7 separate regions of the Mus musculus genome follow, and all the other regions are linked to region 4. A link is a contact called in public ChIA-PET, HiChIP or PLAC-seq and promoter capture Hi-C data. All regions are on one chromosome and are shown on one strand. The core of a region is the stretch at or near the end of the contact, and the rest is flanking DNA. Distances in the headings are between cores, read along the strand shown. Region 1 holds the start of Nptxr (neuronal pentraxin receptor). Region 2 holds the start of Sun2 (Sad1 and UNC84 domain containing 2). Region 3 overlaps Tnrc6b (trinucleotide repeat containing 6b). Region 4 holds the start of Mief1 (mitochondrial elongation factor 1). Region 5 overlaps Grap2 (GRB2-related adaptor protein 2). Region 6 holds the start of Fam83f (family with sequence similarity 83, member F). Region 7 holds the start of Dnal4 (dynein, axonemal, light chain 4).

Region 1 (2,700 bases), core at 48-2,547, 430 kb after region 4:
CCCGCATTGTGCCTCTCACTAGCATATCTGGACAACAATCCCTGACTCTAGGGTGTGGGTGAGCAGAGGTGACATAACCCCCAGCCTGGAAAATGAAGGGAGTCAGAACGGATGCTCATGGACCTCCAATGGGGTGCCAGTGACCAGGCAAGGTCCCCCAGGATTCTGGAGGTTGCTGCCTCCTCAGAAAGGTCCTGGTCCCCAGTCATGTCCACGTTGGTAGCTGTGGGGAGTCAGAGACTTTTGAGATGGTCAAGACTTGGCTCAGGACTTAGTGAGCCATTACCAGGCTGCAGCGTGAACCTTCATGGCCTCCAGGGGTTCTTCCAGCTCAGGAATCCATCCCAGGCAGAGACAGCCTGCAGAACAGCAGGGCTGAAGCCGGACTGGAAAGGGTGGGAAGATTTTTAACGTTTTTCATTGCAAAGTTAATTTTCAACAGAATATATATAGAGGCATTTTAGGCACGATAAAGTAAAACCTACACACATAGCCCACTCCTGCCTGGTCTTGGCGCCCACCAGCTTGCATCCCACCTGCCATTCTGACAGAGGCTGCAGCGAGCTAGGGGATTATCCTCTGGCAACTTTGATGCTTGCAGACCTAAGGGCTCAGATGGGGTGCTTGGAGCAGAGCGAACCTGCTCTTCTGGAAAGAGGAGGTAGCAGGTGACACTCAGGTGACCACAGCAGAAACAGATTAGGCCTCCTCACCCTCGACTGCTGTCTCTTTGATCGCTAGCTTTCACCTTAGTAGTCCTGTCCAGGCAGATGTGGCTCACCTCAATGCTGCTTCAAATGCATTCTAGCTGTGACCTTGGGCTGCCACTTGGCCTCAGTTTCAGAGGGTCTCAGTTTCCTCTTTGTTATCAGGAGCATGTTCAGGCTGAGGCTTAACTACAACGGAGCCGGCATCACGCTGAGCCCAGGGCCCTCAGTTTCCTCATTTGTATCTTGAACGTGTTCAGACTGGTGTTAACTGCAACCGAGGCTGCAGCGTGCTGAGGCCAGAGCCCCGCAGGGACACAGCTATGGGCATTCCGGGGGGCGGGAGGACCCGGAGAGGACCAGAGGCCAGGACGCAGGGTCGCCTTAGAACCCAGCCGCCACGTAGCCATCCAGTCACCTCCTTCTGAGTGAGATGAAGCCCTGGGCGTGGCGCACGCAGTCGGGCTCCCGGCACGGAACGGGTGCGGGGCTGGGCTTCGGCCGGCCCCGGGGGAGCGAGTGGGGCGGGGCCGCCGCGCCCGCCTTCTCCTCCTCCTCCCGCCGCGCGGGCTCAGAGCGGCGGCAGTAGCGGCCGCGGCGACAGCTCCGGCTCCCACTCCGGCTCCCGTTCCGGCTCCCGCGCTCCCGGGCCCTGCGCCCCGACCCCCGCCGCCGCGCCTGCCGGGGGCCTCGCGCGCCCCCTCCGCGCCTCACGCTGAAGTTCCTGGCCGTGCTGCTGGCCGCGGGCATGCTGGCGTTCCTCGGTGCCGTCATCTGCATCATCGCCAGCGTGCCCCTGGCGGCCAGCCCCGCTCGCGCGCTGCCCGGCGGCACCGACAACGCCTCGGCCGCCTCGGCCGCCGGTGGCTCGGGTCCGCAGCGCAGCCTGAGCGCCCTGCACAGCGCAGGCGGCTCGGCCGGGCCCTCGGTGTTGCCCGGGGAGCCCGCGGCCAGCGTCTTCCCGCCGCCGCCCGTGCCGCTGCTCAGTCGCTTCCTCTGTACGCCGCTGGCCGCCGCCTGCCCGTCGGGGGCCGAGCAGGGGGACGCGGCAGGCGAGCGCGCAGAGCTGTTGCTGCTGCAGAGCACCGCGGAGCAGCTGCGCCAGACGGCGCTGCAGCAGGAGGCGCGCATCCGCGCAGACCGGGACACCATCCGCGAGCTCACCGGCAAGCTGGGCCGCTGTGAGAGCGGCCTGCCGCGCGGCCTCCAGGACGCCGGGCCCCGCCGCGACACCATGGCCGACGGCGCCTGGGACTCACCTGCGCTGCTGCTGGAGCTGGAGGACGCGGTGCGCGCGCTGCGAGACCGCATCGAGCGCATCGAGGTGAGTGGTGCGCCGTCGGGGGACACGGGGTGGAGGGGCCCTGCTCAGCCTGCGGCGCGGGGGTCCCGGGTCCCTGGAGCTGCGGTCGGGTCACCTGAAGCATGCCCCTGGCAGGCACCATGGAAGTGTTCTGGTCCGAATCGCCGGTGGGAACCTGGCACGGTGATCGGGGCACGAGAATGGGAGAACGGCGTCCACTTGTAGTGAAAATTGATTGAGATGCAGGTGTGGGGATGTTTGGCACATGGTCTCCTTAGATGCTCTCCTCGGGAACCTAGAGCAGCTCCCACCCCGTACTCACTACCTTTAGGAGTACCGTTAGCTGTCTTGGCAAGCCCAAGAGTGCCTCATTAGCACCAACCTGCACGCCTGCATCACCTCTCATCCCCGGGCCACGCCCAGCTTTATGTACCTGAAGCTCTGAACTCTTGGGGTAAATCAGCGGATGACTCCTCAATAGGGGTGTACTTAGCTCCCTCCGCCTCCTTTTCCAGGTCAGATACAAGGAGTCCCCGGGGAGTAGGGACCCTTCTCGGGTTTGTGTGTGATGCTAAGGCATTGACTGATTATGCCTATGGTCCCTTTCCTCTCTGTTACAAATTCCCAGTCTGGGGACAAATAGATAAGATAGATTGAGCAGGACAAACAGACAGGAAAGCCTTGGCCATT
Region 2 (2,700 bases), core at 174-2,673, 490 kb after region 4:
AATTTAAAAATGGAGGACCATAAAGTCTGAATGTGGCCCTACTCTTGAGGTCAAGGTTGTTCCCCTCTGTAATCTTATCTAATAAAAATAAATTAAATAAAATAAAGTTAAAAAAAGAAGAAGGAAAAGGAGAAGAAGAAGAAGATAGTTAGCATAATTGTCCAAAGATACTGTAAGGGTAGACAGCATCTCATTTCCAGATGGGACAATGGAGGTCTAGAAAGGGGATCTGGTTTTATTTGGCAGTGGAACCAATCCAAAATGAGGGTGTGTGTATTTCCTCAGTTTCCTACTGCCTTTGGATACCAGCTTTTTTTTTTTTTTTTTTTTTTCTTTTCGAGACAGGCTTTCTCTGTATAGCCCTGGCTGTCCTGGAACTCACTCTGTAGACCAGGCTGGCCTCAAACTCAGAAATCTGCCTGCCTCTGCCTCCCCAGTGCTGGGATTAAAGGCGTGAACCACCACTGTCTTTCTTGTCCCAGTTCCCCCCACCCCCTTGGCATTTTAAAGTGAAGGACACCGGATCTCATCATCCTTAGAAGATATTGAACAGAAGTGGTTTATCCCCAGTCGCACTCCTTTATCTTCTGGGGGCGGGGTGTGTGTGTGTTTGAGAGAGAGAGAGAGAGAGAGAGAGAGATGGGGTGGTGGTGGGAGGGGACAGGTCCGTGGAGTCAGGAACTCATCCCAGGGGGAGGAAAGTAGGAGAACCGTGTTGCCAGCCCTACCTTCTCTTGCAACCAGCTGTGGATGGAGCCTTCTTTAAAACAGAAAAGCTGCTGTCAAACTTGGGGTTTCTGACTGGACATGGTGGTGCACTCTTATCTCAGCACCTGGGAGGCAGAGGGGTAGGTGGATCTCCGTGACAGTAAAATCCTGTCTTGGAAAAACAAAAACAACAACAAAAATAGGTGGTGCGGGAAGATGGGTATCCTGCCCACCTTGGAATTTAAAATTCAACCTTAAAATTAAATAGTATTAATCTTCTAGACTCAACTTCCCCTCTGGGTGGGTTCTTTATAAGAAACAAAAAAAACTTCCACGGACCTGTTTCCCTCGTCTTTAAAATGGGCAGACACGGCTGACGCTGGTAAGCGTCCAAACCACCCGCGCGGGGCCGCGTCAGGACCCTATCCTGGGGCCAATTTCATGACACCCTGTGTGCTCCCGCACCTAAAGCCTTTAGAGCTCCGGCGCCGCGCGCGCGTGGGCACGGATGCGCGAGGGAACGCTCGGGTCCCACAGCCTGGAGGTCGTACTCGCCCCCGCCTCCCACGCGCGGACTACAGGGCCCACGCGGAGGGCGGGCCGAGCCGGAGCCTTTGTGTTCAAATCAACCAATGGGCGGCGGCAGAGGGCGGGGCGGGCCGGCTGGGCCCGGCCAATGACTTGTGGGCTGTCAGCGTTGATTGACAGGCGCACACATACACACTCGGCCACGCGCGCACCGCCCTGCCCCACTCGCGCAGCGCGGTCCTCTGCCGGCCGCATTGTCCGCTCACCGACCCCGCGCCGTCCCGCGTCTCCGCTCCGCGCGCGTTTCAGCCCCAGCCCCGGGCCCGGCCCGGCCCAGTGCGCGGCGCCGCCCGGGGGACTCCGACGCGGGAAGAACCACGCAAGGTAAAGAAGGGATTGGGCCCGCCTCCCCACGGCCCCGCGCCCGCCTGACCCGGGTCGCCGTCCGGCCAAAGCGCGGGCCTGCGCCTCCCTGTCCGGCCAGGCCGGGCCACTCCAGCCCCTGCGCGACGCACGCCCCGGGACACTCGCGGGCCGGCGCCCTGACGCATCGCGGTCACGGGGAGGGCGCTGTCCCCAGGCGGGACTTCCCCAGCAGCCTCCGGGGAGGAGGGCAGCCAAGACCCAGCCGCCCCAAACCGGACCAGGGCTGTGCCACAGGCCGAGTCCTGGCACTGGAAGTTCTCAGCCTGCGCCACCGCTGCCTGTCACAGTTATGGGGTACGGGGGAGGGCCCTTTTAGCTCAGTTCCAAAACAGCCAAACCCAACCAAAACAAAACAAAGCCAGCGCGCTCCGGGGTGTGACTTAGAGCCAGGACAGAGGGTGAGCGCCTGGAGCACTTTTTTGTGTCCCAGGGGAAATGGAGTGGAAATGTCACGTATAATATTCCCCAGGATAGGGGAATCTTCGGGACCAAGGCTCTGCAGTAGGAAAGTATGTTTTATTTGAGGGTTTTGTAACTAATGGCGGGATGGAGGAGTGTCTATCTCAGCGGCTCCCCACGGTAGACCTTTGTCATCTTGTGTAATCTGGATGGCCGCTGTGGCAAACTATTTTGTGACAACAGGATGAATATGAAAGATAAAGATAAGGTCCACACCGCTCTGGGAGTGCTGGGAGGTGGCACACGGGGCAGTGTTCGGTGCCCCACCTCTCCACCTACTCAGAACGTTTAGATTCTTGCAACAGCGGCGTGGGCACTGTATAAACATGTTACACTCTTTTCCCCCCTGGCAAAGGCTTCATGTGCTACAGCGGGGCAGGGGTTAAGAGGTGGAGCATATGGGCATCTGGAGCTGTCAGGTGGGGGTGGCAGTCATGGGGGGAACTACCTTATAAGGACTGGAATACAACCCAGGACCAAGGCAACTTCCTGCTTTGGCTACTACCACTTGGTCCCTTTACCAACACCAGTCGAAGAGAGTGAGAGATGCCAGATGGGCATCCCACCTGGGAAGATGCC
Region 3 (2,700 bases), core at 193-2,692, 510 kb before region 4:
GATTCATTTTAATTCTCAGTTTAAAAATTCAAGCAGCACAGAAAAAAAGCCCTTGATCACTCAGTCTCTTCCCTCACGACCCTCCTTAGTTCTCCCTGCTGTCACCAGCATTTCTCTAGTATCATCTTGGAATGCAGACTGTTAAGGAATATACTATACTCCAACATTGTACAAGCAACAAACAAAAAACAGCCAAATAAAACCACCAAAACAACAGCAAAAGGCAACAGCACACATTTCTGTAACTACATATTTGCTTGGTTTATTTTCTGAGATAGGGTTTCGCATGACTCAGTCTGGCCTGCTCTCCATCAGGGACCTTCAGTTTCTGATCCTCTTGCTTCTAACCTCCCAGTTGCTGGGGACTGAACCCAGGACTTCATTTTTGTTTTTGTTTTCCGAAACAAGAGTTTTTCTGTGTAGCCCTGGCTGTCCTGGAAGTTTTTTTCTTTTAATTTGAGTGAGGGTGTCACTATATAATCTAGGCTGGCCTTGAATTTGTGGTCTTCCTGCCTCAACTTCCTAACGCAGCTTGCATTTGTAGTTCCAATGTCCCTATCTTTTGTTCACAAATGTAACTACCACCTCTGTGCTGACGATCCCCAAAGCCAGTGCTGAGCGTTCTTACCAGCCAGAATCAGATGCATTGCTGCCTACGCCAACAGCCTTTGCTACCTCCTGTGCCACCGGTGCCTAAGACTCAGTGCAACTACAACTCAAACATCCTGTCCCCAACAGGTGTTTCCCCTCTACCTCATCCGAAACAACATCACCCCCTCAGATCAGAAATCTGACATCATCAGCTCCTTCCTAGCACCAAAGCCTATCAATTCTAATCAGTGTGTTCTTCTTACATATGTCTGCTGCCACCGACTTTGACTTCATCCATTTTAACTAGTTTCACTAGTTTTTAGAATTTGGTTTTCTTAGCCTCAATACCCACTACCTTTAACATAAGAATGATATTTAGAAAGTACAAACTCTTGAGTAAGAAAATATAATCTCTACTCCATGCTATACCTGGCCTAGTACCTGCTGAGTTCTCCTGTTTTATCTTACAAAGCTACACTGTATTCAATTTCCCTAGAGCACCCACAGTGGTTTCATGTGCCTTTGTGCAAGCTATTTCCTCTTAGAAGTACCCACAGGCCAAACTTCTCAACTTGAAGACAGACGCAGGTTAGGCAATCTTTTCTGTGAAATCCCTGACACCATCTTACCTCACAGGCAATCTCAATGTGTCCTCCTTCTGAGCTAGTAAACTGTACATGCACTCCTCCCCAGGCTTCCTTCTGTGTGGACTACTGCTTATAAGCTCTCTGAGGTCTGGCATGTGTTACACTTTCAATAAGAATGTCCCCATAGGCTCATAGATCTGAATGCTTAGTCATCAGGGAGTGGCATTGCTTGAGAAAGATTAGAAGGTGTGGCCTTGTAGATGTGTCACCTGGAGACAGGCGGGCTTTGAAGTTTCAAAGGTCGCAGTCAGGTCCATGCCTCTAGATCAGGATGTAGGTAGACCTCTCAGTTACTTTTCCAGCACCACGTCTGCCTGTGTGCCACCATGCTCCTTGACATGATGACAATGGGACAAACTTCTGAATCTGTAAGCAAGCCCCACCTAAATGCTTTATTTTGTCAGCCTTGGTTGTGGTTGGTGTCTCTTCACAGCAATAGGACAGTAACTAAGAGAGTCTGCATCAGAGGGATCACTTAATACTTCATTAGTATTATTAAATACAGAGTCTGCCCAAGAGACATTCTCAATAAATCCTTATGTGATCGACACACATTTTTAAGGAAAAATAAACTCAACTCAATACAATATTCTGACTTAACTCATGTAAGGATTCTACTCACACATCTCTTTAAAAACAAACAAACAAAAAACAAAAAAAACAAAAAAAACCCCTATAGTATATCAGGGCAGCATGCTATCCCCATGGAACTTACAGTAGTAGAGGGCACCTTGGGACTGGTACAGAAGAAGCCTAGAACCTGCTATGTAAAACAAGCTGTTCTAGACCCACAAAGATCCACCTGCCTCTGCCTCCCACACCTGGCTATAAAACTCTGGCTTTAAAACCTCAGTTTTACTCTACTATCTGGGAAAATCCGGAAAGACTGCTTGGTGTAGGGGACAGTCTCAAGCAGGAATGATGAGAAAAACAGGTATCCCACCTTGGGCTACTAAGCCTGTTTGTTCAATTGTATGTGTTCTAGGCTACCTCCAGGACAGTTGGTCAATTCTTAAGCAAAGGGCTTGAGAAAACAGGACTGCCTTCTGACAACCTAAACACAAGCAACTGTGCTCACCCTCATCATTAATTCTGTTTATTTGAGTTCCTTGAGGCAAGGTTTGCTGCATGCACCAGGCTGACCTTCAAAGTCACATCATTCTCTTGTCATTTGCTTTCCAATGCTGAGATTACAGCAAGAGCCACATCATACAAGGCTCTGTGTGTGCACTTTGTTCAGGATATGTAAGCAATCTACCAGCTGGGCTACATCCTGTTCCCTTGGTTTTGTTTTTTGTTTTTTGAGAGGCAGGTCTCACATAGCCCATATTGGCCTCTAACTCATTGTGATCCTCCTGTCTCAGACTCTGGAGTACCTGGATTATGGGTATATGCCACCGTGCCCAATTGTTGGCAAGTTGTTAAATGTACACTGCCTCTGAGATAAACCAGTGAACTGGAC
Region 4 (2,700 bases), core at 25-2,524:
TTTATATCTGGATCCTGGTACCACCATATAAGCAGCATCACGCTGATTGGCCTTATTGTTTTAATTACTTTTTTACTTTTTTCTGTATGGGTATTTGCCTGCATGTTTGTCTACATGCCAGTTTGCCTTGAGAGTGTAACACTGTCATATCCTTAGACTGGAGTTATAATATATACAGTTGTGAGCCACCACAGAAGTGCTGGAAATTGAGCCTGGGTCCTCTGAAAAGCAGCCAGTGCTCTTAACCACAGAGACATCACTCTATCTCTTCTTTCTTTCTTTCTTTCTTTCTTTTTATTCTTTCTGTTTTTGCTTTCTTTTGCTTTTGTTTAATTTGGTTTCCTGATGCAGGGCCTCTCTACGGAGCTCTGGCTGTCCTAGAACTCACTCTGTAAAGCAGGCTGCCCTCAAACTCTGAAATCCTCCTGTCTCTGCCTCCTGAGAGCTGAGATGAAAGATGTGTGCCAAGTATGTGACATCATTCCCAAAAGGAAGTGATTTGCCCACTCACCAAAACAATCCAGACCCTAACTCGCTGGAATGAGGTGGGGGCGGGGGGGGGGGGTGTCTTACATGTGTGCACTTCAGGGCGTTCAGCAAACTTTGCCAGCACAGGGCCCAGGGCTCACCAACCTCAAAACTAGGCTGGAAGGAGGAATCCTCCCCATAACCCTATGAGGAAGAAACAGTTGTTGTATGAGCCTGTATGTGTTTCAGGGGTGAAGGGAGTTCCTGGATGAAAAACAAAAAATGATCTGAACTTTGGGCTCCAAGACAGAAGCAGTAGCCTCTGACCTTGCTAACTTCCAGCGCGAACCGGGGCAAGCCACCGCTGTCCCTTTTTCCTCAACTGCAGAACAGCTCCCCTTTGGCCCTGAGGGTCTTCCGGGATGCAAAAGATGCAGAAAAACAACGGAGGGCTGGAAGGAGAACGTCACGCAGGGGCTGGAACGAGGTCGCTGAGTGACTGACTACGGGCTCCGATCGGGGTACAACGCCCAGAGGACGGGAACGCAGACCCCGGGGCCAGGCTGGCTCTGTGGCTTGAGGCAACCGGGTCTTGAGGCGGGGCGGGGCGAAGCTTGGAGGCCCCGGTGGGAGCCGGTAGCCCCCAAACTGGCCCGAGCTCAAACGGGCGATCCCCGGCCGCCCTCATTCGCTCCCTCACTCACCCGCGGACCACGCGCTACCTTTCCTCAGGACTCGCCACTCGCCCAGTACCTCTCTCCGGGTCACCCATCAACATGGCCCCTCTACTTCCGGGGCACGACCTCGCTCGCGGGGCCGACGGAGACGCGACAGGGAGCGCGGAGGCGGGCGGAGGCGGAAGCACTTCCGGTCGGCCCCTCCGTAGCCTCCCTCCGGAGGCGGAGCCCGGAACTTAGTCCAGCGCTGCCCGTCGTGGGGCCCCGCCCACAGACGCAGCCCCGCCTCCTAGGTGACGTTACCTAGCTCCACGGCCCCTCCTCCGAAAGCGTTACTGTGCAGTCTCTGTGTAAACTCAGTGCTGGCTGGGTGTGGCTTAAGGGAGGAGCCGCAAGTCGTCGCCCTCCACCTGCTGCCTACGTCTGGCCTGCGAGAGGCTCTGACCACACTGAATTGATTACTTGACACACTGCATTTTGTCCAACCCAACCTCTCTGTTTGGTAGACTTCAGCATTCCAGTGTTACACTTGGGAAAATCGAGGCCGAGGGAGGCAGGGTCATTTGCACTGAAAGCTGAGCCCTGCAGAGGCTCACAGTGGGTCCAAGCTCAGTATTCCTCCAAAGTGTGTGGCTTTCCATTCTTTTAGGCCGCCCTACTTTGCTTTTTAAAGAAAGAAGTTTGTGACCCAAATAAATCTAGTTTGTGAAATTTCCAGCTAGAAGACCGGGTAACCTATCCCTCGGGACAGTCTCCTAAGTAGACGAGTTTTCCACTCGTAAAGGACAAGGAGACCCTCTGGGGGAGACCTTAGGATTACCCACTCACACACAGAGTCTCGGATGTCAGGATTACCTTTTCCAGATTCACTAACCTTCCCACACTCACCCCACTCCTGCCCCATGCTCCCAGTATAATGGGGGCTAAACATTAAAGTGTCTTCCAGCCCCCACATATCTGTGGTGTTTTGGAGACCAGAGACCAGCCAGCCGAGACACTGATGCAAACCTCAGGGTTCAGCCAGGTTTCACAGAGCATGGGCAATCTGGGATCCTCTGGACTGGGTACAGGACTGGACATAACTATCAACTCACATCATAAGGAAACAGGACCTTATAGGAATTGCAGCTCAAGGGGAACATTCATTTACCCAGGGCACAGGTTCAGGTACAGTAGGCATTTCACTGGTGAATGGATGGACTGTGTCTTAGTCAGGGTTTCTATTCCTGCACAAACATCATGACCAAGAAGCAAGTTGGGGAGGAAAGGGTTTATTTGGCTTACACTTCCATACTGCTGTTCATCACCAAGGAAGTCAGGACTGGAACTCAAGCAGGTCAGGGAGCAGGAGCTGATGCAGAGGCCATGGAGGGATGTTCTGTACTAGCTTGCCTCCCCTGGCTTGCTCAGCCCGCTTTCTTATAGAACCAAGACTACCAGCCCTGAGATGGTCCCACCCACAAGGGCCTTTCCCCCTTGATCACTAATTGAGAAAATGCCTTACAGTTGGATCTCATGGAGGCATTTCCTCAACTGAAGCTCCTTTCTCTGTGAT
Region 5 (2,700 bases), core at 194-2,693, 410 kb before region 4:
GCTTGGTGCAGCTTGAGACCAAGGCCCTTAAAAACAAGTTTGATTGGGGCTGGAGAGTTGGTTTGGTGGTTAAGAGTACAGGATGCTCTTCCAGAGACCTGGGGTTGGATTCCCAGCATCCAGTTTCAGGAAATCAATCGCCCCCTTCTGCCTTCCACATGCACTTCATATACACGGTATGCAGACATACATGCAAAATCCATACACACAAAATTTTACCAAAAAAAAATAGGGTTGGTTGGCTTATTTATAGACCAAATTTTCTCTAATGAAGATCCAAGGAGTTTAGACTTTGGGATATTAATATTGGCTTGAGCTAATATTTAGGACTGCCCGACATATGAAATTTTAGTTAAGGAGAATTAGGAGCATAGACCTAGTGACAAGTCTCTGTGGGTGTGATGGTTTGAATAAGAATGGTCCCCATAGGCTCATGTATTTAAATGCTTAGTCACCAGTGAATGGCACTACTTGAAAGGATTAAGAGGTGTGGTCTTGTTGGAGGAAGTGTGCCACTTGGGGTGCCTCTCCTTCCTTCTTCTCCACCTCTTTCTCTCTCTTGGCCCACAGAGCAGGATGTAGCTCTCAACTACTTCTCCAGCACCATGTCTGCCTGCTCGCTGCCAGGCTTCCTGTCATGATAATGGACTCACTCTGAAACTGGAAGCCACCCCCCAATGACATGCTTTTGTTAATGAGAGTTGCCTGGTTGTGGTATCTTTTCACAACAACAGATCAGTGACTGAGACAGTGGGTAAAGGTGTCGTCCACCAAGCTTGATTCCCCAAGTTCAGTCTCGGGGACCCATGTGGTAGAAGGAGAGCCTCAATTCCTTAAATATATCTTCTGACCTCCACATGTGCAAATATGTGCCCCAGCTACCACATATGTCACACACACACACACACACACACACACACACACACACACACACACACATTCACTTACACACATACAATATATATATATATATATATATATATATATATATTCTTTTTGTTTTAGCAAGATGTCAAAGTTGATGACATTAAGGAGACAATGTGACAAGGTTGTGACATTAAGTACACTCTGAGGTGAACAAGCCTAGAGACAACTGGCCCATTAGTCCTTCCTGCCTATGCTTTAAAAGTTCCTCTCTCTCTCTAAACAAAGCAGCCAGTTTATCACCAGAGATTAGATTCTCAATAGAAGCAATAAAGCCTCACACCTTTAGAAACCTATCAACTAAGGCGGGGTAGCATTGCCTGTCAATTCACCGGGCAGGGGTGTGAGTTCTGTGTAGGCTCTGGCCTCCTCTGCTAAGAGCTGCATTTCTTGCATTACGTGGTCAAGTCTCTGACTTGCAGTCTTTGACATGCTGACCACACACACTGCCCGCAGAGCTGGGGTTTCTCAGCTTAGGTCTGTGTCACATCCTTGCCTGGACTGAGTCACTTCCTGTAAGGTGCAGCGGTGCAAGGGTTACGGTGTCAAAGTTCTCTCTGATCCCCCTCACCGGGGGCCTCCCTCATCTCTGTTCTGCTCTTTTCGATTTGGCTTTGGCTTTGCCGTGACCCTGCTGGGGGAAAGCAGCCTCGCTCTGGGTCCAGCAGCAGCGTGGGATTTCTGCTCTCCTCTGGCCTTTCTTCAGCCATCTACTGACAGAAACAGACAAGGTTAAGAGATAGCCAAGTGGGAGGTCCTTTCCTTCTTCCTCTCCTACTTCCATAGATGCTTCTTGTGTCTGGCGCTGTCCAGAGCACACATACAAAACATATCAACTTGCTTTCTGAAAATATTTGGGCAGGACAGGGAAACAGATAAATACACACTTGTTTCTTTTTTTCTCTTCAACTTGTTCTTAATATGTAGCCTTGGCTATCCTGGAATTCACTATGTAAACCAGGCCAGCCTTGAACTTACAGAGATCAGCCTTGGCTCTGCCTCTTGAATGCTGGAATTAAAGATATGTATGACCACTACACAGGTCATTTTGAACAGAAATCAGGATGTGGAGGAGCTGAGGAGACATGTTCTGGGGAAGAAATAGTCCAGTAGTTAAAGAGATGCCACCATGTTTCTGACCAGTGGCTGATCTGGCTTCAGCAGGCTGAGAAGGATCAAGGCGGGTTTAGTTGTCAGTACCTGACAGAGATGGAGAAGTCTCCTGGGGAACTCTGGCTGGCCCTGATGATGAAGAATCCAATGTCCTTGCCCATGAGTAAGTTTTCTGCTTGATGTCGAGAGAGGCCTTCATGGAACCACCTATTGCAAGACAGGGTAAAAAGAGTTCTTTGAGACACGTGATGGTGGTGCGGAGGGAGAAGGGACATGGAAAAGAGGTGACTTGAGGGAGGAGGCCAGGGACGGTGAGTCAGGGTTTGGGGCATGCATTCTAAAGATTTATTTATTTATTTATTTATTTAATGTATAAGAGTACACACCATAGCAGTATAGATGGTTGTGAGCCTTCATCTGGTTGTTGGGAATTGAATTTAGGACCTCTGCTTGCTCCGGACAACCCCACTTACTCCAGTCTTGGCCCCGTTCACTTAGTCCCTTCTTGCTCCAGCCCAAAGATTTATTTATTATAATAAATAAGTACACTATCACTGTCTTCAGATGCACCAGAAGAGGGTGTCAGATCTCATTATGGATGGTTGTGAGCCACCATGTGGTTCCTGGGATTTGAACTCAGGACCTTCGGAAGAGCAGTCAATG
Region 6 (2,700 bases), core at 55-2,554, 440 kb before region 4:
CCACATTTTATCTGGAAACTACCCAAGTACCCAAGGGCACAGAGGAAAAGATTAGTCTTTCACCTACCCCACAGCCAGCTGTCCAACTGGTATTCTAACCAGGCTCCTTGGAAACATCTCTCAACACCCAAGCAGAGCAGATGGGCAAAGTAGGAGCCTCTTCCTGAGCTTGGTCCAGTGCTTTGTGGGAGCACCCAACACTGGGCCAAGCCACTGCTAGAGCTTAAAATAGCGTTCCTCATTCATTTGAGCCTGCTTGGGCTCTAGTGCCAAGCCCAGGAGAGGATGATAATGGGAAAGTCGGGTTGTTTGGGGGAGAAAGGCTCCTAAGAAAAGCTCATCTGGCCCAGAGGGGAAGGGAGGCTATTACCAACTTCATGCGATTGTGAAGATCAAATAGGGAAACGGCCGAGGATACGCCTTGTAAATAAATCCCTGGTGATAGTTCATGATCAAGCCCTTTGAGTGGCTAGTTTAGCACAGGGCCTCACAACTGTCACACTGCCCAAGGAAGATGGATGGTGACAGAGGTATACCAACACAAGGCTAGCGCACCTAGACACTGTAGTAAGAAAAACCAGTGCTTTGCCACGAACTTACACATCCATCTTTCAAAAGGTCTCATCACAGCTGCACAAGGTGAGCGCCAGCGGGGGTCCATTTCCCAGAGGATGGTGAGAGTGGCCCGCAAGTGAGACCAGGCAGGGGAGTGTGTGTGTGTGTGGGGGGTCCCTCTGGTGCAGGACTGGGGCCCGAGGCCTACCTTCTGGGCCTGCTGGATCATCTGCCTGACCACCTGCTTCAGGTGCGGTGCCTTCTCTTCTTTGGGCGGGTGGGTGAAGAGCGTGACTCGGCTCACACCGCGGTAGAAGTTGGTGTCTGTCCACCCCAGGTCCAGTGGGGGCACTTCGGTGTCCGAGCGGTCTGGCCAGTAGGCCAGGGACTCAGTGGGCTGGGCCGGGACCTTGGCCTTGGCCTTAGCCTTGGCACGGGTGCTGGAGACTGCCTCCTCGTAGGGGCTCCAGGCGGCGCAGAGGGCCTGGCGCTCCTGGCTGGAGAGGAAGTCCCGCAGCCGCTCCTTCTTGACCAGTTCGCGGTAGGCCTGCTCGCCTCCACCCAGCAGCGCCTCCAGCGCGGCCCGCCGCCTCTCGCAGTAGTAGAAAGCTGCATGTGCCTCGGTCACCCTCTCGTTCACGTGCGCCTCGTCCAGGCAGCTCAGTTGGGACTCGGCCATGGCGCCCCAGCCCTGTCCCGGGGCCCCAGGCTCGGACCCTGCTGTCCCCACCGCCGCACCTGGAGCGCTCGAGGGGCGGGGCGCCTCACCTGGCCGCGAGGTCCGCCTCGGCCCGCCCAGCGATCGCCAGTCGGCCAATCGGCGCGGGCCCCGGTGCGGGCGCGGCCGTCGGGCGGAGAGGGACCGCCGCCTCTGCAGGGCTTGCGGGGACCTCACGGGCGGCTCAGCCGACGCCCTGCGTCTCTGGCCTACTTAGCCCGGCTGGGGTGCAGAGTGTCGGCGTGGAAGTGAAAGCCCGGCTGTGGTCAGAGGCACGTGCGGCCTTTGAGTCACGCCCGCCTCCCAGCTGCGACCCATCAGTGCAGGGAAGGTCGGCGACCTGACCCCTTTACGCCTCCAGCACCCTCGGGACTCAGCCCCGCGGGTACAGCCTCATCTTCCCGCAGGCAGGGCCCAGAGCACGTGTTCTAGTCCGGACGCCTGCGGAATTTAGTAGCATCCTGACCCACTCCGGCCTTCAGGGTCCAAGTGTGTGTGCTGTTGGGCTAGATCGTCGGACTGTGTAGGGGGCAGTCTGTGTGGGAAAGCAAAGATGCTAATGAAATCCCTAGTTCTCCCGCCCACGCGTCCCAGTTCTGAGATCAGAGGCCTCCAGGGGCTGTCAATTCAACACCAACACCGTCACTACAAAATTTTTTTCTCCTAAAAGAATCACCCAAATAGCAAAGATGTAAGCAGGAGGCAGTGGATTTGCCCCTCATTTTAATTTGAAGTGGTGTGTGCGTGTGTTTGGGCCTGATAGGCTGCCAGAGGCCTGATTACTATATTAGCGATTCAAAATACATGTTTGAGCCCAAGGAAGGAAGCTGAGCACAGACACGCGCGTGCACACCACCACCATCACCACCAGAGGATCTGCTGTTTCCCATTGGATTAAATACAATCTTCTTAGTCATTAACATATTATTTTGTTCGTGTGCTGCTGTACAATTTTGATTCTCCACATTCAAAATATTTTCAGATCATAGCAACCAAAGGTTCACATTTCTCTCATTTTGTAGCACAGCGACTTGGAGCTGGAAGGAGCTTTAGAAATGAGTCCAACCCCCTCATTTCACAAACGAGGAAATTGAGGCCTAGAAATAAATGCTTTTCTATATCTCCCGAGAAAGGAGCGGCTAAGCAAAGGAACTGCTATGCTCTCTGCGGTGAGGGAGGTCCTTTCCCAACATGTGGCCTCCTTTGCTTGTTCTTATAAAGAAACAGAGGTTATTGGGGTTATTAGGGGTGTGTATGAAGGAGTCAATAGGCATCTCTCTCTCTCTCTCTCTCCCTCTCTCTCTCTCCTTCCTTCTATCTCTCTCTCACTCCTTCCTTCTCTCTCTCTCTCTCACTCCTTCTCTCTCACTCCTTCCTTCTCTCTCTCTCTCTCTCTCTCTCTCTCACTCCTTCCTTCTCTCTCTCTC
Region 7 (2,700 bases), core at 195-2,694, 460 kb after region 4:
AGAGGGAATTTCAGAAACATCGTGGGAGTGGAAGCCAGATTGTGGTGGGCGGGAGAATGAATGGGAGGCGAGAAAGAGAGGATGGCAAACAAGGACCCCTTTGGGGGAGTCGTTTGTGTAAGTGACAGAAGTGAGAGCGTCATCCCCCTCAAAGGCTGCCCTTCATCTCCTGGAGAAAGTTGGAAAAGAGGATTAAGGAAATTTGAAGGCTGAGTAAGATTCGCCACAGACAGTCAGAACTTTCCAGGGAGGCTAGCTAGGAACTGTCGTGTGCTGAGCTGAATTCCTGCTGCCAAGTCTCAAACCAAGCCCAATGTGTGTGTTCTGGGTCTGTACACTCAAGCTAGGTTAATCCACTGTCCCAGATCAGACCTTGTTACCACTCTCCCCAAAGCTCTCCAGCAACCAATGACTCTATCTCACCTCACACCAGGGGCCACTTGTGTTTCAAACCTCTCTTTCTTCTGCCCTGCTTCTTTCTTTGTCTTCCCCTCTACTTGACCTACTATGTTGACCCTGCACTCCTACTACGTTGACCCTGCACCCAGGCCTCTTGGAGCTACCGCTGTCCCGCTCCCATTAGCATTCTGGTCATCTTGGGCTCTTCCCGCCTCGTTGTCCCACTTAAAAAGAGCCAGTACCCTGCCAGTCTCTGCTATAGAAGCACGCGGAAACGATTCCATTTCTTCTCATGGCTCTATACCTTCTGAACTGTGCCTTCCGCAGAATCACCAGCTAGTGGGGCTTCATTAATGATTGCATGATACGCATAGAATAAATGTTTAGATTATGGGGCATTCCACTGATCCATTCTTCTTCTTCACCTTCCCCTCAGCAAGAGGCTCTAACACTCTTTGGTCATTTCTTTCCAAGAATCAGAAGCAGGTTCCAGACAACTGCATCTGATGGTACAGGTGTCTCCCAGCCCCTGGGACAAAGCAACCCTGGAGGGTTTGCACAAGGGAAAGATCTGGATTCCTTCTCTGAGGTTATGCCTTGATTCTTTCCTTCAGTCTCTCTAGTTCTACACATTGGCCCAGACGGGATCACGGATGCTGTTAACAGTAAGCACTGTGTTGCGAATCAATGAGACAGTCACTCACTGTAAAGGACTAAAACACTACCTAAGTTCTGGTGGTTATCAGGCTCCTGCGGTCGTCGTAAAATAGCAGATCAGCGTCACGACACCAACAAACTGCATTTGTCATTTTCGATGTCGAAAACTCCCAGGGCAATACAGCTTTAAGAAGTTTGTTCCTCTACAAAGACTACTTCTGCCTGTCCGCAGCTGCTCCGGCAGGCTTAAGACGACTATGAGCGAAGCCCCACCTCCTCGGTCTTTAAGCCACGCCCCTCGCGTAAGCTCCGGCCTCCTAGGCCCCTTCGGAATTAATTGGCACTTCTCTACACCAATAATAAGTGATATTGCTGTCAACGTCCGGTGACGGGACGGGACTTCCGTGATGGTTGCTAAGACACTCTGGCTCGCTCCTTGACAACCCTGGCGGGGGTGCGCTGGCTGTGGCCTCGGCTCCGGCCCCCGCGGGAGCAGGTGAGGGCGCGGAGTGCGGAGGGCAGCGCGGCGGGGAGGGCTGGCCCTGAGGGAGGGCGGGAGGATGCGCGGGGCGGACAAGGCCTGGCCCAACGCTAGGCCCCACCTAGGTCCCCAGCCCGCGGTTCCCGGCCCAGGACCTCCCCTTGTCCCACGTAGGAGACCACGGAGCTTGGCAGTGACATTGCGCACCAGCACCACTTTGCAGGCCGCTCCTCCTCACTCATCTTGGGTCCTGTTTAGCTCCATGCCCTCGCATCCTCCCTGTTTTGACTCCCACTGCACTTTGTCCCCGCACCACCTCGCTGCTGACTGGTGGTCTAAATCGCCTCGTCCCAGATCACTTGGTTTGGAGATTTGGCGATACTCTGGGATTCTAGGCTGACTATTGCCCGACGGGGGGCACTCAGTCTTCCCATCTATAAAGTCGAAATTGGGTTGAATGGTCGCAAAGGCCTTTTGGACTCTGACGTCCTAGCATGATGTTGTGGGACTTAACTGTCAACGCCCCTTAGGATGTGTGTTCTCCTAACCTTTTATGTAATGCAAAGAATTTGGCAAACTTAAGTTGGATTCCCATTGGTAAGAACTACCTAAGATCTCTCTGGGCACCAGTCAGTGCATCTATAAAGCCAATAGTCTGAAGTTCATCTCCTTTGGCAAATGAAGTACAAAGGGTCCAGTCCAGTGTAGACGGTACTTGCTCACTTGTCTTTTTTCTGTGTGTATGTGCGTTCCTGTGTGTGCAGTTACATGTGGAGGCTGGAAGTCAACATTCGGTGTCTTTCACAATCACTCTCCACCTTATTGTCTGAGACAGGGTCTCCCTCTTTGATGCCAGGAGCTCACCACTGGGCTTCATGGCTAATGAGCTTCCAAGGATCCATCCTCTCAGCTGCCTCTCCAATGCTGGGCTCACAGGCATGGCCGCCTCACCCAGCCCTTTACACGGGTGCTGGGATAGAAAACTCTGGTCTTCATACTTTTGTAGCAAGCACTTTATAAACTGACCTCCACCCCCTAATTTCTTCTTTTTGTCTGTTATGACCTCACACTTTCCCTCCTGGGAAGAGCCCAGTGCTTTCCTGCGCAGTATCCCACTCAGTAGCCACTGTCTGCAGATGAACCTCAGGCCTGCTGTCTGGCTC

The links. Promoter capture Hi-C pulls out the DNA fragments that hold promoters and counts their contacts. ChIA-PET counts read pairs in DNA pulled down with a chosen protein or histone mark. HiChIP or PLAC-seq counts read pairs in DNA pulled down with a chosen protein or histone mark.
Region 1: a contact with region 4 is called in an H3K27ac HiChIP or PLAC-seq map of epiblast stem cells, with 3 times the contacts expected there. The contact joins the promoter of Nptxr here to the promoter of Mief1 in region 4. A contact is called at or near these places in 1 of 39 promoter capture datasets (3T3-L1-derived adipocytes), 3 of 115 datasets of contacts at active chromatin or transcription factors (embryonic hindbrain, epiblast stem cells and large pre-B cells) and 2 of 9 other capture datasets (liver and pancreatic islet).
Region 2: a contact with region 4 is called in a promoter capture Hi-C map of pre-B cells, with 5 times the contacts expected there. The contact joins the promoter of Sun2 here to the promoter of Mief1 in region 4. A contact is called at or near these places in 13 of 39 promoter capture datasets (the 3T3-L1 cell line, 3T3-L1-derived adipocytes, embryonic stem cells and 8 more), 4 of 484 Hi-C or Micro-C datasets (embryonic stem cells and palatal mesenchyme) and 6 of 115 datasets of contacts at active chromatin or transcription factors (T-cell acute lymphoblastic leukemia, astrocytes, embryonic forebrain and 3 more).
Region 3: a contact with region 4 is called in an RNA polymerase II ChIA-PET map of effector CD8 T cells, with 6 read pairs. The contact joins the enhancer-like site here to the promoter of Mief1 in region 4. A contact is called at or near these places in 1 of 39 promoter capture datasets (embryonic stem cells), 4 of 115 datasets of contacts at active chromatin or transcription factors (acute myeloid leukemia, bone marrow-derived macrophages, effector CD8 T cells and 1 more) and 1 of 9 other capture datasets (adipose tissue).
Region 5: an H3K4me3 HiChIP or PLAC-seq map of bone marrow-derived macrophages shows a contact between it and region 4, with 5 times the contacts expected there. The contact joins the enhancer-like site here to the promoter of Mief1 in region 4. A contact is called at or near these places in 1 of 484 Hi-C or Micro-C datasets (pre-B cells), 7 of 115 datasets of contacts at active chromatin or transcription factors (acute myeloid leukemia, bone marrow-derived macrophages, effector CD8 T cells and 4 more) and 2 of 9 other capture datasets (liver and pancreatic islet).
Region 6: a contact with region 4 is called in a FOXA1 HiChIP or PLAC-seq map of pancreatic cancer cells. The contact joins the promoter of Fam83f here to the promoter of Mief1 in region 4. A contact is called at or near these places in 4 of 39 promoter capture datasets (the SN4741 cell line, cranial neural crest, embryonic stem cells and 1 more), 1 of 15 datasets of contacts at CTCF or cohesin (large pre-B cells), 1 of 484 Hi-C or Micro-C datasets (bone marrow-derived macrophages), 11 of 115 datasets of contacts at active chromatin or transcription factors (T-cell acute lymphoblastic leukemia, bone marrow-derived macrophages, embryonic basal ganglia and 7 more) and 2 of 9 other capture datasets (adipose tissue and liver).
Region 7: a contact with region 4 is called in an HNF4G HiChIP or PLAC-seq map of pancreatic cancer cells. The contact joins the promoter of Dnal4 here to the promoter of Mief1 in region 4. A contact is called at or near these places in 7 of 39 promoter capture datasets (the 3T3-L1 cell line, 3T3-L1-derived adipocytes, frontonasal cranial neural crest and 3 more), 1 of 484 Hi-C or Micro-C datasets (embryonic stem cells), 4 of 115 datasets of contacts at active chromatin or transcription factors (acute myeloid leukemia, astrocytes, pancreatic cancer cells and 1 more) and 2 of 9 other capture datasets (liver and pancreatic islet).

The regions. Positions count from the first base shown.
Region 1 is chr15:79,803,306-79,806,005 of GRCm38.p6, reverse strand. It overlaps Nptxr (neuronal pentraxin receptor), which reads left to right and starts at 1,297. Exons shown (of 5, transcript NM_030689.4): 1 at 1,297-2,031. The coding sequence starts at 1,423. The region is part of intron 5 of Npcd (neuronal pentraxin chromo domain); the gene reads left to right.
Region 2 is chr15:79,741,259-79,743,958 of GRCm38.p6, reverse strand. Sun2 (Sad1 and UNC84 domain containing 2) reads left to right here and starts at 1,423. Exons shown (of 18, transcript NM_001205345.1): 1 at 1,423-1,620. Gm16576 (predicted gene 16576) reads right to left here and starts at 1,261. Exons shown (of 4, transcript NR_045069.1): 1 at 1,048-1,261; 2 at 729-876.
Region 3 is chr15:80,741,808-80,744,507 of GRCm38.p6, reverse strand. The region is part of intron 1 of Tnrc6b (trinucleotide repeat containing 6b); the gene reads right to left. Among named protein-coding and RNA genes, the nearest start is that of Tnrc6b, 32 kb to the right of the region's middle. Within about 2 kb of position 1,442, at least 108 of the 459 cell types and tissues checked have an H3K27ac peak or open chromatin away from gene starts, as enhancers often do. A contact at or near this core is called in acute myeloid leukemia, adipose tissue, effector CD8 T cells and 1 more, where this site is marked.
Region 4 is chr15:80,232,654-80,235,353 of GRCm38.p6, reverse strand. It overlaps Mief1 (mitochondrial elongation factor 1), which reads right to left and starts at 1,274. Exons shown (of 6, transcript NM_178719.5): 1 at 1,173-1,274.
Region 5 is chr15:80,637,989-80,640,688 of GRCm38.p6, reverse strand. Grap2 (GRB2-related adaptor protein 2) reads right to left here. Exons shown (of 8, transcript NM_001289442.1): 4 at 2,125-2,244. Among named protein-coding and RNA genes, the nearest start is that of Mir6957, 6.7 kb to the left of the region's middle. Within about 2 kb of position 1,443, at least 80 of the 459 cell types and tissues checked have an H3K27ac peak or open chromatin away from gene starts, as enhancers often do. A contact at or near this core is called in acute myeloid leukemia, bone marrow-derived macrophages, effector CD8 T cells and 1 more, where this site is marked.
Region 6 is chr15:80,670,451-80,673,150 of GRCm38.p6, reverse strand. Fam83f (family with sequence similarity 83, member F) reads right to left here and starts at 1,304. Exons shown (of 5, transcript NM_145986.2): 1 at 764-1,304. The coding sequence starts at 1,234.
Region 7 is chr15:79,773,211-79,775,910 of GRCm38.p6, reverse strand. It overlaps Dnal4 (dynein, axonemal, light chain 4), which reads left to right and starts at 1,444. Exons shown (of 4, transcript NM_017470.2): 1 at 1,444-1,552. It overlaps Gm30977 (a long non-coding RNA gene), which reads right to left and starts at 1,383. Exons shown (of 4, transcript XR_875488.3): 1 at 1,125-1,383.